Linked DNA regions of Sus scrofa: region 2 is linked to region 1. Evidence: chromatin contacts called from public promoter capture Hi-C data. All regions are on one chromosome and are shown on one strand. The core of a region is the stretch at or near the end of the contact, and the rest is flanking DNA. Distances in the headings are between cores, read along the strand shown. Region 1 holds the start of MUS81 (crossover junction endonuclease MUS81). Region 2 holds the start of SSSCA1 (Sjoegren syndrome/scleroderma autoantigen 1).

Evidence for each region. Promoter capture Hi-C pulls out the DNA fragments that hold promoters and counts their contacts.
Region 2: a contact with region 1 is called in a promoter capture Hi-C map of liver, with 4 times the contacts expected there. The contact joins the promoter of SSSCA1 here to the promoter of MUS81 in region 1. A contact is called at or near these places in 2 of 5 promoter capture datasets (fetal liver and liver), 3 of 47 Hi-C or Micro-C datasets (heart right ventricle, liver and skeletal muscle) and 2 of 2 datasets of contacts at active chromatin or transcription factors (alveolar macrophages and skeletal muscle).

Annotation. Positions count from the first base shown.
Region 1 is chr2:6,469,365-6,472,108 of Sscrofa11.1, forward strand. MUS81 (crossover junction endonuclease MUS81) reads right to left here and starts at 1,416. Exons shown (of 16, transcript XM_003122526.5): 1 at 1-1,416. CFL1 (cofilin 1) reads left to right here and starts at 2,194. Exons shown (of 4, transcript NM_001004043.1): 1 at 2,194-2,274. The coding sequence starts at 2,272.
Region 2 is chr2:6,683,303-6,686,326 of Sscrofa11.1, forward strand. SSSCA1 (Sjoegren syndrome/scleroderma autoantigen 1) reads right to left here and starts at 1,262. Exons shown (of 5, transcript XM_021082852.1): 1 at 1,156-1,262; 2 at 909-1,060; 3 at 692-776; 4 at 1-292. The coding sequence starts at 1,174.

The sequences.
Region 1 (2,744 bases), core at 166-2,665:
TGAGGACACAAAGGTAACGCAGAAAGAGCTGAAAGACCCTCCGAGGAAATGGTGATCCCATGTGGGCCTCCCCATCCAGAGCAGTGGGGGAGGGGCGCGAAGACGAGGACGTGCAGGGAAGGCCAAAGCTGGGAGGACAGGGAGAGGGAGACAGTAGACAAACAGAAAGGGGACAAGTAGGAGGTGCTGGACATCGAGGCATGTGGGAGGGGCTGACATGGGCATGTTGTTGGATTCGGGGTAGCAACCCGGGGGTGAGAAATACGGACAAGGGAAGAACACTTCATCGTTCTTGTGACTCGTTGGAGGTGGGGGACTCTCAGGAAGGTTAAGATGGGAACTATGCAAAGGGGGTTCCACTTGAGCACGAGAGTCTCGCCAGCAAGTTACAGCAGCCGACATCTGCCATACCGGAAGTGGCGAGGTGTGGGTCTGGGGCCTTTCGGGAGTGGAGAGGCGGGCGCCCGAGCTCCAGGCCTGCCCCTTCAGACTCCGCCCAGCCTCGATCCCGCACCCCCCGGCCGGCTCCGCACTCCCGCCTCCCGCCTGACGCTGCCTTATAAGGAGCCTCCAGCAGGCGTTCGGATTGGACCCGCCCCCTCTAGTCTCTTGTCCTAATAAGGACATCTAGGGCATCCCGCAGCTAGGGGCGGGCGGGAGCGCGTCTCCAGGGTAACTGCGAAATCTCCCACCCCCCTCCTCGTTGCTCTTGGAAACTCCGAAGCTCAAAAAGGTGGAGCCAATCTCATCTTGTAGCAAGGTCTCTTGCAGGAGGCGGCGGTCGAGCTGCGGTCCCCACCTGATGCTCCCGGTGGGGGGGCAATGCAGCGGTACGTCCCCGACTACAGTCCCCGGCATGCTCTGCGACATACCCCAGTCTCGGGTGTTGCTCCCCAGCTGAAGACCAAGCTTCCAGCTCTTCATTTACAGCCTTTATTCTGCATATGGGATCGATGCCCCCAATTCTCTTGTTTGCGACCCTGTCTTCTGCAGAGTAAGCGGCTATGGCCTTTGTTGAAAGCCAATGAAATCTCCCTGGAGTCCCCCACCCTAGTCTGTTTTTTGAAGGTTATGCTCCCACAGAGCTTCTGTTTTAATTTCTGTGGGTATTAAATTAACCATATGCCTGGTTACCAACTGGAGAACGAGATTTAAGTCTGGTTTAAAATCTGTTTCCTGGAGTTCCCGTCGTGGAGCAGCGGTTAACGAATCCGACTAGGAACATGAGGTTGCGGGTTCGATCCCAGCCCTTGCTCAGTGGGTTGAGGATCCGGCATTGCCGTGAGCTGTGCTGTAGGTCGCAGACGCAGCTCGGATCCCGCCTTTCTGTGGCTCTGGCATAGGCTGGCAGCTACAGCTCCGATTCGACCCCCTAGCCTGGGAACTTCCATATGCCGTGAGAGCAGCCCAAGAAATGGCAAAAATAAAATAAAATCTGTTTCCTCTGCTCACTGCCTAGTAAAAGGCGGTAATCTTCGAATGCATAAATCCCTGCTCTTCTCCCTTTATTGCCTCATGAATATGCCAAATGCTTTTAAAACTAGTACAAAGCTCTATTTTCAAAGATTTCTTTGTAGTCTTTCCTTGTGTTTTTTTTCTCTTATTTTATTGAAATTGCACATCGCCTTTCCTCAGTAGACAAGAGTGTCTTTTGAGTATGGAGAATGGTTAATGAATGTGTCCTGGATTGAAGTCTCCTTATACTTGGGATTCTCCTTGCTCTAGGACTGGATTCCAGACCAATGAATAGTTGCTTCAATTCACAAAAGCAAAATACCAAGTCACTGGAAATTTTTAGACCAAGAGATCCAGAAAAACGCCAGGATGGACCTTAGGAAAACCGTTTCGGTACGGGATAAAGAAGCGCGAAATCGAGGCTCATTTTCAGGTCAAATCACCCAGCACCGAGGCCTTGGCTCTGTGCAGAGCGTTTCCTGGGGCATTCCACCAACCCGCGCGCTCTCCTTGCTGTAGTCCCGCCCCTCTCAGCTGTCCCCGGACTACACTTCCCAGTATGCAACGTGACGACCAGACGCTGTCAGATGAAAAAGACTCTGCTACCCAGCTGGCCCGAGGACAGCGCAGGAGCCTCGGACTTCATTTCCCGTCGGTCTTCAGGAGGAGCGCCGGAAGCCCGCCCCGCCCCTCATTGTGCGGCTCATACTAAACGGAAGGGGCCGGGAGAGGCCGCGTTCAGTCGGATCCCGGCAGCAGCTGAAGCGGCTCTTGTCTTTTCTGGCTCCTTGCTATCTCCTTTTCGCTTCCGGAAATATGGTGAGCGGCAGGCCACGGCGCGGGAGGGGAGGCGGCTGCGAGTCGATTGTCTGCGTGCGCGGGAGGGAACGGGGGAGCGACGTCGGCACCCCCTCCCCCAGATCCCCCGGCTGGATGAGGGTCTCGTGCTGAGGGGCGGGCGGCGCTGGGACGCGCGTGCGCGCCCGCGGGCGCCGGTGAGGGCCGGCTCGGACGTCGCTCGCGCGCCCCCTGGACTCCCCTCCCCTCCCCCACTCCGCTGTTGCGCCCGCGCGGACACTGGCCGTGGGGGAGGGGTCCAGGGCGCGCGGGTGCGCGGCCGTCGCGGAGCAGCCGGTGTCGCGCGTCGCGGCGGTGCCGAAGCGAATGGGTTCGCGGGTGCGCGCGCGCGCTGGGAGCACGCGGCATCCAAACCTGGCTCGGGGGCGGCGAAGGAAAAGCGCGCGAGCGCTCTCGGCGCGCGCGCCCCACCCAAGGGCTGTTCCTGTCTT
Region 2 (3,024 bases), core at 12-2,511, 210 kb after region 1:
AGGCTACACAGCTGGATGCTCGTCTCCAGGGAGGTGCTAGAGCCCAGCTCAGCTGAGGCCCAGGCCAGCTTCTGCAGGAGAGCCTCCCGTGTGCAGGCCACAACTTCAGCATTTGGAGGCACAGCAGGAGGGGGCGGCCCCTGGACTGCCTTGAGCCCTGCTGCAGCTCCCTCACAGTGCTCTGGACGGGGGACTGGGGGCTGAGGGGCTGGCCGAGAGCCTAACGGGGGCTCCGAAGCAGAGGCGAGCTGGTGCTCCCGAGCTTGGGAGAGGGCAGCCTGGGCATTCAGAGCTAAAAGAGGAGAAAGCCAGTGGAATGGTCAGGATACCTGGCCTGCCTCAGCCCCGAGCCACCTCCCTACTCTTTACTTTTACACTGTTCTGCTCTTTCTGTTCTTCAGAAGTTTTCCCTGCCCCTGTGTAAGGCAACTCATTCCTTTTCTTCTCTGTATCAATTATTTATGTCCTTGCTTCATCTCTCTCATCAGAATTATGCCTAATTAAGCTCAGACTCTCCCATGGTGTTGGGCACACAGTGTAGGTTTTAGTGCTTTTACTCAACGAGTGGTCCTTTCTAGAGCTGAAAGGAGAAAGCACCTTACCCCCGCCCATCAATCATCTTCCAGGCCTACTGTACTGTTCCTGAGCCTCTATCACCACACTTCTTCACCAAGCACACTCGATCCCTCACCCGGATTATCTTTATCCACGTCTGAATCGAGCTCCTGACAAGCCACGCAGTAGATTTTCCGCTGTTTGTCTTGGAGGAGGATCGTCTAGGAGCCAGAAAGCATACGGGGCAGGGGTGAGACGCTAGGCGATGCGGTCCAGAGTGGAGACTTGAGGAAGGGCCGTGCGGCCTAGCCCACGGCCCCATCCTGGTTCCCACGTCCCGAGTCTCTCCTCACCCCGCAGTCCGCGCACGTCTCGCCCAGCATGCGGTAACCACGCAGCAGGTAGTCGCCCATGAGCCGGGAGATGCGATCCTGCCGCTCCCGCCGCGCTTGCAGCACCTTCGTCTCCGCTTCAGTCGGGGGCTCCCAGGAGAAATCGTCGACTTCTGGGGGAAGAGAGGCATGAAGGGTTGAGGGTTTTGCTGAAGCAGACTGCCTCCCGTACCCCGCAACCACCGGCCCCCGCAGCCCAAGTTCTCACCAGCGCCGTTCAGAGCCATGTTGCCGTTGTCGCCGATAGACTTACCGGAAGTGACGCACAAGCAGAGCGCCCTCCTCTTGGCCCCGCCCCCTCGTGTTGGGCGGAGGAAGAGGGCGGAAATGCGCTCACTGTGCTCCTCTGACGTCACGATGCCCAGAGTGGGGCGTGTCTGCCGCAGACTGGAACCTGTCCCGCTGGCGCGGCTCTCGGTGAGAGCTCCGGGAAAAAACTTTTCGACTGGTGGGGCCTCAGGAGCGGCGTCTCCGTGATACCACCGCTTAGGTCGCAGGACCCGGAAGTGGCTGTGTACGGTCGCCCTTCCTGCCTGCTGCGGATGGCTGGAGAAATCTCCGCTGGCCTCCACCTCCCCCGGGGTTTCTCTTTCCGCACTGGCGGGACCTGGGGCCAGCCGGGAAGTGACATTATCTCAATAACGACACTCTTGATAATAACAAATGGCCCCTTACACACGCGTGGAGCCTCTTGAGACCTCAAGCGCTTCTCACTTCAACTGGCAAGGCAGGCCAGGCGGCGATCGTTCTCGCTTTCTATACCTTTCCGCCTATTTCAAGATCCCTCCCTTTCTACAGTTTTTTGTAGTCCAGTTGGCCTACCCCCTACTCCCCTCCAAGGCCTGGTGATGATGCAAAGGCAGCCCCTAAACAGACTTTTTGTTTTGTTGAAGTTTGGACCCTCAAAAAGAAAAAACAAATCTGGAGCTGTGGCTGTGCTGGGCGTGCGCAGTCGATTCCATGCTGTAGGGTGGGGCTGAGGGGCTTGCTACACGTGCCTGTGACCTTACCCTCTTTGGGTGGGGTGCTGTTCAAGTTATTAGTGCTCCCTGGACATTGGCCTTGGTGATTTTTTTTCTCTTTGTTCTTTTTCCATACACGTCCTCTCCCTGAATACGTTTGGAGAGGACAGGTGGAGCAGGCAGTGTCCTCAGAGGGCAGCCCTAGGGTCTCAGGGCTGTACACCAAGGCAATGGGGAAGGAGCTAGGACTTAGCCACCCCCCCCACCCCTCACCCCCACCAATCTCATTGGCAATCTCCTTTGAGAGCACATGCTTTCAGATTTTTGTCTTGGGTTTTTGTTTTTGTTTTTTTGTTTCTGGCTGTGCTACAGCATGGGGAAGTTCCAGGGCCAAGGATAGAGCCCAGACCACAGTAGTAACCTGAGACACAGCAATGACAATGCAGGATCATCAACCCACCAGACCACCAGGGAACTCCTCACAGTCTTAAGGGAGTTTTTTTTTGTGTGGTTTTTTTGTTTTTTGTTTTGTTTGTTTGTTTGTTTTTTGTCTTTTTAGGGCCCCACCCGCAGCCTATGGAGGTTCCCAGACTAGGGGTCCAACTGGAGCTGTTGCTGCCGGCCTATGCCAGAGCCACAGCAACACCAGATCCAAGCATGTCTGTGACCTACACCACAGCTCACAGCAATCCTTAATCCTTAATCCACTGAGCGAGGTCAGGGATCGAACCCACAACCTCATGGTTCCCAGTAGGATTCATTTCTGCTGCGCCACAACGGGAACTCCTTAAGGGAGTTATAAGGGAGCTTTGACCTGCTTAGGAAGATTTCCTTGAGACAAACTCCCATAGGAAACCATAGATGAGACATTTATTACTTGTTGGTCTCATATTGTCTTAGGAGGGATTTGCAGTGCTGGTACAGGTGACCCAAGGAAATCTAGACAAATTCTTGTGATCAACTCCATTGCCCTAGAAAACTACGCTGGCCCTTCTATTAAAACAAGGCAAAAATGAGATGCTGTTATAAAAGTGGGACAAAAATACCCTCTATCGAGGTGATCTCCCTTAAAAGACACAGTTGGAGCTCCTGTCGGGTGCAGTGGAAACTAATCC